Linked DNA regions of Mus musculus: region 2 is linked to region 1. Evidence: chromatin contacts called from public promoter capture Hi-C data. All regions are on one chromosome and are shown on one strand. Each heading gives the region's core, a stretch centred on a gene start, on an enhancer-like site or on the middle of the called end of the contact. The rest is flanking DNA. Distances are from core to core; before and after follow the strand shown.

What was found. Promoter capture Hi-C pulls out the DNA fragments that hold promoters and counts their contacts.
Region 2: a promoter capture Hi-C map of pre-B cells shows a contact between it and region 1. The contact joins the promoter of Ccdc25 here to the promoter of Cenpj in region 1. A contact is called at or near these places in 1 of 39 promoter capture datasets (pre-B cells) and 1 of 484 Hi-C or Micro-C datasets (CD4 T cells).

Annotation. Positions count from the first base shown.
Region 1 is chr14:56,568,776-56,574,098 of GRCm38.p6, forward strand. It overlaps Cenpj (centromere protein J), which reads right to left and starts at 3,071. Exons shown (of 17, transcript NM_001014996.2): 1 at 2,963-3,071.
Region 2 is chr14:65,835,156-65,839,923 of GRCm38.p6, forward strand. Ccdc25 (coiled-coil domain containing 25) reads left to right here and starts at 2,147. Exons shown (of 9, transcript NM_145944.5): 1 at 2,147-2,329. The coding sequence starts at 2,302.

The sequences.
Region 1 (5,323 bases), core at 1,821-4,320:
GGCCAGCCTGAGATACAGTGTAAGCCCCCACCTCAAGATGTGGCTTTCTGATGTTTACCATATGTGAGGCCCTGGATTCAGTACCTAAATTAAAATAAATAAGCAAGCCAAGTACAGTAGCCCACACCTATAGCTCCAGCACTTCAGAAACTGAGACAAGCAGACTACCATGAGGTCCAGACCAACCTGGATTACACTGCTAATTCCAGGCTAGCTGCACTACAGAGTGAGACCATCTCAAAAAAGAAACCCATAAGGAGCTGGAAAGATGGCTCAGTGCTTAAGAGTTCTACCTACTCTTCCATAAAACCCAAGTTGTGTTCTTGGCACCCACGTGAAACAGTTCACAACCACCTGTAACTCCAGGGAACATGATGCCCACCTCTGACCTCTGCCAGCACCTGCACCCGTGTGGCATACATTCATTACATTTACACAATTAAAACCTTAAGGAAGTGATGCAAGACATACCATGAACCACAAAGTACAGAGCAAGAGCAAATGTAGTATAGGAAATGTAGACGGGCTGGAGAGATGGCTCAGTGGTTAAGAGCATTTACTGCTCTTACAGAGGATCTGAGTTAAGTCTCAGAACCAACACAGTGCCTCAAAGCCATCCAGAACTCCAGCTGCTGGGGATTCAACACCTTCCCCTGCTCACGGAGGGCACTGGGCACACAAATGGTGCACAAGCATAAAGTAAACTAGCGAAGCGGAGAAAAATGGAATTATAAAGTTGAGAATGGCAGATACCCAGTGTGGGGGTTAGTTCTTGTCACTGAAGATAATGGGACCTCACCTGAGGAATTGCCTCCATCAGACTGGCCATCAAGTTGCTTTCCTTAGGCATGCTGTTGGGGGCATTTTTTTTGATTAATGACTAGTGTGGGAGGGCCCAGCCACTGTGGGCGATGCCTCTCATAAGCAGGTGGGTTGGGTCATATAAGAAAGCAAACCATGAAGCAAGCTAGCAAGCATTACTCTGCCATGGTTTCTGCATCAGTTCCTGCCTCAAGCTCCTGCCCTGGCTTCTCTGGATGATAGGCCACAACATGTAAGCTGAAATAAACTCCAAGTTGTTTTCAGTTAGTTGTTTTCTACCATAACAAGGAGAGCCAAACTAGAGCACCTAGAAAGATAGGGGCTGGTTCTTACTGAGAAAGGGCTCCAGCCTGCAGGGAGTATATACACTGCATCATACACTTAAGAGTAGCACGCGCAGGGCGTGGTGGCACACATCTTTAATCCCAGGACTTGGGAGGCAGAGGCAGGTGGATTTCTGAGTTCGAAGCCAGCCTGGTCTACAAAGTGAGTTCTAGGACAGCCAGGGCTACACAGAGAAACCCTGTCTCGAAAAACAAAAACAAAAAAACAAAAAAGAGTAGCACGCATTAACTAGCTATCCAGTAACTGTTAATTCCTGAATAGTAATTTCCTTGTAATCTGTTGTAAGAAAGATAATCCTAATTGTTTTTACATTAGGAACCTACCTGTAAAGGCAAGGAAGGGAGTTTTCAGTTAACCTTGGTTAAATTTCAACATCCTTAGTAAAAAAAAAAAAAAAAATGTTTAAATCAAACATGGGGTCTCACAAGCATAATGCCAGCACTGAGGAAGGAAGCTGGTCATCACAGGGGTGAGGCCGGTCTGGATACATAGCAAGTCCCAAAGACAGTGTGAGTGTAAAGTGAGAGACTGTCTTTAAAACAAAACAAAAGCAAGAAAACCCAGAGCTGGAGAGATGGCTCACAGTGGGTAAAGTGCAAACTGTACACGCCTGGCGATCAGAGCTGGTCCCGGAACCCACATAAAGGTGAAAGGAGACACTGACTCTACAAAGTTGTCCCCTGCCCTCCACACATGCAGAACATGCATGAAATCCAACACATATCATGTACACAACAATATTTGTAAAAGGTAATCTTAAAACTAAATAAATCTTAATTTAGACAGTAAACAAGCTGCAAAGAAAGTCACTCTGTAATGTGAAAATCGTCAACAATTCCCTGTTAGACTGAGCAAAGTGTAATAATGGTTTAGGGCAGCATCTTAACATCGTCTTCACACACACACACACACACACACACACACACACACACACACACCTTTTTTTAAAAAGCACTAAAACTTCCATACCTTTGCTACAAGTCCATTACTGTGGTCCTAAAACTATACGTACTGCCAGTTTTAAGTATTGAAATACTGATTCACAGTTGGGTATTGATGATACACACCTATAATACAGTGTTTGAGGTGGAAGGCTAGCTTGGGCTACATAACAAGCCCTTGTCTAAAGAACGCCAAAAATTTTCCCCTAAATTTGTTTTTTATTACTTATACGAAGGCCTAGGTAAACTACAAATAATAGACTGTCTAGGACAGTATGTTATGTAAACTCAGATATTAAAATCTGAGGTACAACACCACCTGCTTATGAAGTTGTAGTCATTACCGTAAGTTAATTGTACGTAAAGCTGCCTTTAAAAAAAAATCGACTAATTGAAAGCTTTGACATCTTTCTGTTCAAAACATAAATTATCTGCACTGGAGAAGGAGGAAGTTACGAGGAGACAATTCAGACCTTGATTGAGGAAGATACGAGGAGACAATTCAGACCCTGAAAACTTTCAGCTGACAGGTCCGCCTCCCCTGAAACACAACTCTTCTTGAAAGCAACAAAGCTTTTGGAGAAGCCGAGATAAGGCCTCCTGAAAGACTGCAAGCGGCGCCACTGCACCCGGCCCGGCGAGCGTGTCGCCCGGAACAGAAACACGCACCCCGGCCGACCCCCTTGAGGACCGATCCCCCGGGTGCTCGGAAGAACAAAGCGGGCTTAAGCCCCGGAACCACCGCCGCCCGCGGGCGCCAAGCCCTCCGCGCCATGCCAGCCCCAAAGCCCAAGCTGGCCTCTCAGGAACCGGGCGGCGGACGGGCTTCTCCGCTCCTTCCGCCCATCAGTTACCGTTCTTCGAAGAAACAGCTGTTCAGACCGCTCCGACCAGCGATAGTCACCACTTAGCTGGCCCGGCATTTACGAATGAGCCGCCACAACCATCGCTGCAGCCAGAGCCCCGCCTCCTGGACCGGCCCCGCCCAACTCTGGTCCAGTGACTCCTGGGAAATGTAGTTCCTACAGTCCGTGTGAGCTTGCGCGCAGGCGCCTCGGACACATGCAAACTACAACTCCCAGCAACACCGCCATAAACGTTGCTAGGGGATGCTCTATGCGCGCTCTTTTGCGGCGGGCACTGGTCAACAGCTGTTGTTCTGAAGTCAACCGATTGAGATCTGACCCCTGCGGTAACAGAGAGCGTACTCCATTGTGCCAGGAACACAGAGATTCAAACCGAATCTAAAAGACGACAGGTTTGGGAGAGTTTCGTCGTCTTCGCTTTTCTCTTTGAATGGGTTTGATTTAATAAAGACCTGTTTAAAACAAAAAAGTGACATTGGTAGGACGAATAAGTGAAGATAACCGTGGAAAAATTTACTCCGGAAATAATCATCTATTATGTGGCTAGTCGATGGCTGCACAAAGTGTGTGCATTCAGTGTTTAAATTATATGGAATATTGAAAGTGCAGATATTAAAATTATATATGGAATGTTGAGCGCAGATTTCACTGTTTATTTGTTTTGCCACCAGAGGGGTTCCAAAATACAGACATGACCCTTTAATCTAGGATGCTACAACACTTCAAGCTACCACAGTTTTTAGACTAGGTTTGAACAATATTGTAAACTAACATCTGTTTTTTAAATATATAATTTTACTATTTTATTTTTACTTTATGTGCAAGCATATTTTGCCTTCATGTTAGTATGTGCCCTGACGTGTGTCTGGTGCCTGTAGAGGTCATAGGGGCCATCTGATCCCATGATCCCATGGAACTAGAGCTACAGATGTTTGTGAGCTACCATGTAGGAGCTGGAAACTGAACCCAATCTTGGGAGAGAGAACAGCAAATGCCCATAACCACTAGGCCATCCCATTTTCTCTTCTCCGGTTGATCAAATGCTTGCCTAGTATGTTCTATCCTCAGCACTGTATAATCCAAAATTGGTGACCAGTCTCTCAGGTGGGGAAGGTGAATCAGAAATTCAAGGTCACCCTCCAATATAGAGTAAGTTAGAGGCCAGTATGTTAACATGAGATTCTATATAAAAAGGTCATCAAGAAGAATTGCCCTTTATACTAATTAGTTCAAATAAATCAATATTATTAAAGATAATTAAAATTTTGTACAGACACCTCAAACATGGAGACGGGAAAAGTTTTTGTTTTGCTTTGTTTTGTTAGGTTACATCATAGATGAAAAAGCCAAAGTTCAAAACTACCAAGATCACACACCTAAAATGTTGACAAGAGAATGGAGCTCAGTGGGTAGCAAAGACCTTGCCTGCTGTACCAGAGGCTGAGTTCCATCCACTGCCCTAAGCTGATTAGTCAGTAAATTAATAACTTAAGATGCTGAATGAGGGTTCAAATGGTCTTCTTTTGGCCTGAAACCATGCCCAAAAATCATTTTCTTAAAATGTGTGTCTTTGACAATAATCACAATATTCTCTACTATTTCTGCCTACATTTTATTTGGTATAGTATGTTATGCCACATTGCTTGTTGTCTGAATAAACAAATTTTATCACACTCATCCTTTCTCTCTCTCTCTCTCTCTCTCTCTCTCTCTCTCTCTCCCTTTCTCTCTCTCTCTCTCCTAGTTTTCTTGCCTTCACTTCCCAAAGTATGTGCCACAAAGCATGTCTCCACATTCAAGTTTAAAGTAGCTATTAAGATTTTAATAAAGGGCTGGAGAGATGGCTCAGCGGTTAAGAGCACTGACTGCCCTTCTGAAGGTCCTGAGTTCAAATACCAGCAACAACCATCTGTAATGAGATCTGATGCCCTCTTCTGGGGTGTCTGAAGACAGCTACAGTGTACTTACATATAATAATAAATAAATCTTTAAAAAAGATTTAATATGGAAGTTATCACCTGGAACCTACATACCTATATTTTAAAAGTAGAGTATAATGATCCAATCACTTGGGCAGAGGAAGAGCCTTGAACTAGCTACTTAGAGCTGAAGAGCAGCCTGGACTATATAGAAAGGCCCTGTCTCAAAAAGGCAGAAAGATCTCTGTGAGTTGAGGCCACTCTGGTTTACAGAGTGAGTTCCAAGACACCCAGGACTGTGATACAGAGAAATTCTATCCTGGGGCGGGGGGAGAATAAAATTAAAATAAGTAGCACACAGCACATTATTCAACTGTTGACTGTGTGACCCCACCCCCACCCCCATTGATAAGCTGTGCCAAAACCATGA
Region 2 (4,768 bases), core at 897-3,396, 9.3 Mb after region 1:
CCTGTGTGAGATACCGGAGCTCCGCCATTAAAATACCCGTGTTGTTACATCAAGGTGTTGTGTTCTATTCGTGATTCTTGGGTGCACGCTGAATTGGGAGCTGAGTCGGGGTTTCCCCACTAGGTTCTTTCTTTTTTTTTTTCCATTTTTTATTAGGTATTTAGCTCATTTACATTTCCAATGCTATACCAAAAGTCCCCCATACCCACCCACCCCCACTCCCCTACCCACCCACTCCCCCTTTTTGGCCCTGGCGTTCCCCTGTACTGGGGCATATAAAGTTTGCGTGTCAACTAGGTTCTTTCAATGTCTAGTTCTAAATAAGTCTAAGCGATGGATGTCCTTCTTCATAGAACAAAGCTGGCTGGAATGAATTGACAAATGGCTAACATATTATTGGCTATTTGCAGGAATCATGAGTGAGTCAGCTACTCTTTTACAAGGTAGAATAAGGTTTCTACTAGGCAATGGTAGAACAGTATGTTTTGTTGAGGAAGATGTCTTTGAATCGGAGGCCTCACTACTTCAAACTCTGCTACAACTCTGCCTCCTGTTGTAATAGGGCCCAGACCTTAACAGAACTGACTCCATGATGAAAGTGTCATTCAGGCTATAAAACTCAGCACATAGACCTGTCAAAATGAAAACAAAGATCTAATCCATCAGAGTCCATAGTTCTGGGAAAGTCTCTAAATGCACTAAGCTTGCTTTCTGACTTCTGTAGTTCTTGTTAACTGAGGAATGTCAACCCAGAACATGTTTTTTTGTGTGTTTAAAAGCTCACCCTGAGGAAAGACTGAGAAAATGTTGCACTGGGATCCCAAACATCCAGTGTAGTATCCGGCCAACTAAAAAAGACTTTCTATTGGTTTAAACCCATGTTGGAGCAGTCTTCTCTGGTGGATAGCCTACAACATTGACCAGCACCAGGAAACCCAGAATGATAGTGGGTTTTGTAAAGTGAAAGAATTAGAACAATAGTGGAAACTGCTTAGTGGGAGACTCTGGCTAGTTTCTTCTTTTGAGAGAGTTAAAGCCAAAGAGGGGACATTTTTACCATCAGGTTCTACTTGCCTAGAATTTCCTGCTCTATGAAAGACTAGGCTCTCCAGGGACGGTAAAACTCCTTTTCTGTAGCCCTTTTGTGTGGTCTGACTTTTGGAGCTTGTTGGAGGGATACAGCCCGAAATGGACTCTCATATTTTTTCTTTATCAGAAATAAGAAAAACTTCCAAGTCAAACCTAGGAAGGCTGTGGAATTTTGTAAATTTATAGCAAGAGGTTCTGAACTTCAGAAGTTTGGTATTTGTTCAGTCTTGTAGGTAATAAGGAGCAGACATTAGATTTAAAGGAACAAAAAATAGCCCTACTCGGAATCCCAAAAAAGGAGAGTGTCTCTGGGTAGTAACAGTAACAATTCATTTGAGAACCTTCTGTCCTCGATGCAATTTAGTTCATTGTTTGACTGGGCAAGACAGTGCAGCATTTCTTCCATCTTGTATTCTTGCTGAGGCCATCTCAGGCTTAGATAGGGTTTGATGAACATTACCTAACTCTATTCTGACTAGTTTGGTCAAGTCAACAAACAAAAAACACAACAAAACCCTCACCTATGTCAAGTAATGGGAGAATGAGTTTATTTAAAAATTGGTTCTTGGGGCTGGTTAGATGGCTCAGTGGGTAAGAAAGAGCACTGACTGCTCTTCCGAAGGCCCGGAGTTCAAAACCCAGCAACCACATGGTGGCTCACTATCGTCCGTAATGAGATCTGATGTCCTCTTCTGGTGTGTCTAAAGACAGCTACAGTGTACTTACGTATAATAATAAATAAATCTTTTAAAAAAATTGGTTCTTACTGAGTGCCTCCTGAGGAAATGGTTACAGGGACCCTTAACCATGCATGAAAAAGGCAGTTTCTGCACGCATGGAGCCCATATTGGGTTGAGTGGGAAGACATAAAAAGCGATGACCAACTCTCGTGTCCACTTAGTAGAGCCTCTGAAAATAAAGTCTGCCCTTAGTATTTTTTCTTTATGACTTCAAACAAGATGTATTTCCCCAGCTAATTTCTTTCAACCAGACGCTTGAGCGGAATCCTCAAAATCCCCGGGACACCTGCTCTTCCGCCAACACCCTTCCCTTCGCCAGGACTAAAGATGGCGCTGACAGGACGGCGTTGTGACGCGACGGCACGTCCGCCGGAAGTGTCCTGAGGAGAGCCTGGAAGCCGGCTCACCCTCGCGCCGGCGGTATCTCAAGCTTCGCGTTTTGAGTAGGAGTCGCCACTCTTCTACCAGGATCATGGTGTTCTACTTCACCAGCAGCAGCGGTGAGTGACGCCGGGGCCCCTGCTTCCAAAGCCGGCATTCCCCAGCCGCCGCGCTGGGCTTGGACTTAGTCCTGAACCGCGTCCTTCCGCGGGCACCTCTCCCAGAGCCTTCTGGTTCCCTGCTTGGCCGTCCCCTCGGCTGCCTGGTCGTCCCCTGGCCCCGGTGGTCGCGGCGGGAATGCGCCCCCGCTTTCTTTATACCCGGTAATCATTCTCGTCCCCACTTGACAGACCCGCCAACGCTTCCTGGACGTGTGTGCGTTCCAGCCTAGTCCCCCACGTCCCCGTCGCAAGCCTTTGCCCTAGCGTTCTGCCCGCACCTTGGAGCGATGCTTGACCAGTGCGACAGGTGCCAGCAGATGTCTCCTGCAGGAAGAGTAGCTTGCCCTCCTACGCAGGGAGGGCCTGGGGTGCCGCGGAGAGCAATCGGAGGGCTGGAATGTTAGTACAGCCCCTCCCTGGGCAGAGGTGATGGTCCAGTGGACGTCTGCTAAGGCTACTGGGTTGGTTTTGGAAGGCCAGAAAGAGCTGTTTCGGTTTCCAGGAAATGCCGCGTCAACTTAGTTTCTCTGCCCATATTGTCCAGAATCAATTTCTAATTTTAAACTCTCACCCCATTAAAATAGCGCTTGCCTTTTTGAAGACACTGTGTGAGACCCAGTTTCCTCGTCAAGATAAAATATGCATTTCTTTCTGGACCCCCCTTAACATTCCTTTAGGACTGCTCTCATGTGGTATTAAAAGGTGTCTGCTTGAGCTACCGGGCAGGTCTCTTGAGGGGCAGTCTGTCTTGTCTCCTTAGCATAGTGCCCTACTTACACAGTTGGCTGCTGTGTTGATTTTTGCCCCTTCTTGAGACAGTGAGTGGCTCAGGTTGCTTCAAACATAGACTCTCCTGCCTGAAGGCTCCCTGACGTTGGCATTACTTTCTAGGTCCCCAGATCTGGAGTTATTGTTTGGTGGTTTTGTCTCTTAGTACTTTTTAGTTTGTTTATTTTTGAGACAGGATCTCATTATGTAGCCCTTGGCTGGCCTAGAACTCACAGTGTAGATCAGGCTGGCTTTGAATTCATGCTACCCTCTGCTCTGCCTCCCCAGTGCCGGGATTAAAGGCATGTACTACCTAGCCTTTCATGATACTTTTAACTGAAGCATTATTTTGTGAAGCGTCCTTCAGTGTGAGGTGTTTGTTTGTTTTTCTTTTTTGTAGCCATGCTACTTCTAAAAATTATTTTATGTCTGTAGGTATTTTTCCTACATGCGCATCTACATACTACTTGTGTGCCTAGTGCCTATCAAGGCCAGAAGAGGATGATAGATCCCCTGGAACTGGAGTGACAGACAGTTGTTTGAGTTAGAGTGTTTGTCTAGTATTCCTGAAGTCTGGGGTTTGATCTCTAATACCACAGAAACTGAGTATGTGGTCCACTCCTGGAATCCTGTGATCCAGGAGGTGGGGGCAGAAACTCCCTGGCCTTCTAAATGTATGGTCCCTTGGTCCCTCCCTCCACCCCTCCTCTCTCTCTCTCTCTCTCTCTCTCTCTCTCTCTCTCTCTCTCTCTTGCATTTTTCGAGACAGGGTTTCTCTGTGTAGCCCTGGCTGTCTTGGAACTCACTCTATAGATATAGACCAGGCTGGCCTCGAACTCAGAAATCCGCTTGCCTCTGCCTCCCGAGTGCTGGGATTAAAGGCGTGCGCCACCACCGCCCAGCGAATGTATGGTCTCTTAACTTTTATTTGTTTTTTGTTTTTTGTCAGTCTCAGATAGACCAGACTGCCCTAAGCCAGCCTCCGTAGCTAAGGACAGCATGAATTCCAGACCCTTCTCCCACTCAAATGCTGGGACTATAGGCATACAACACCATCACTGCCCTGTGTGTGTTCTGCTCAGGGGTACAGACTCTCCAGCCAACTCTGTTTCTATCTACCAGGTCTTGTGCTTTGTAGACTGAACACCATCTCACAAATTTAGCTCCATTTAGGGTCCAGCAAGTTTTGGTAGGGTGTGTACCTAGTTCTTTCAGTCCTAATCTTGTACTTTAGAATCAAGATTAAGGAAAGCTTTCTAAGCAACAAAATGCTCATTACTTCAATGTAAAAACTAGGATTTAGCTTGTTTGAGGTAGCTGGAGGGCGTTAGAGCCAGTGTTTGGAGAAGTTTGAGAACTGTGGTTCCCCTGAGTGGAACAGGGCATCCACCATCGTAGCACAATGAGATATAAGCAATGCCAGCTAGCTAAGTTTTAAGAATACATTATATTCATTACATATACTATGCACACACACATAGACACACGTTTTTATATAGTTGTTTTGAGACAGGGTTTCTTTGTGTAGCCCTGGCTGTCCTGGAACGCACTCTGTAAACCTGGCTGACCTCAAACTCAGAGATCCACCTGCCTCTGTCTCCCATGTGTAGGGATCTGTTTTTAAATGTT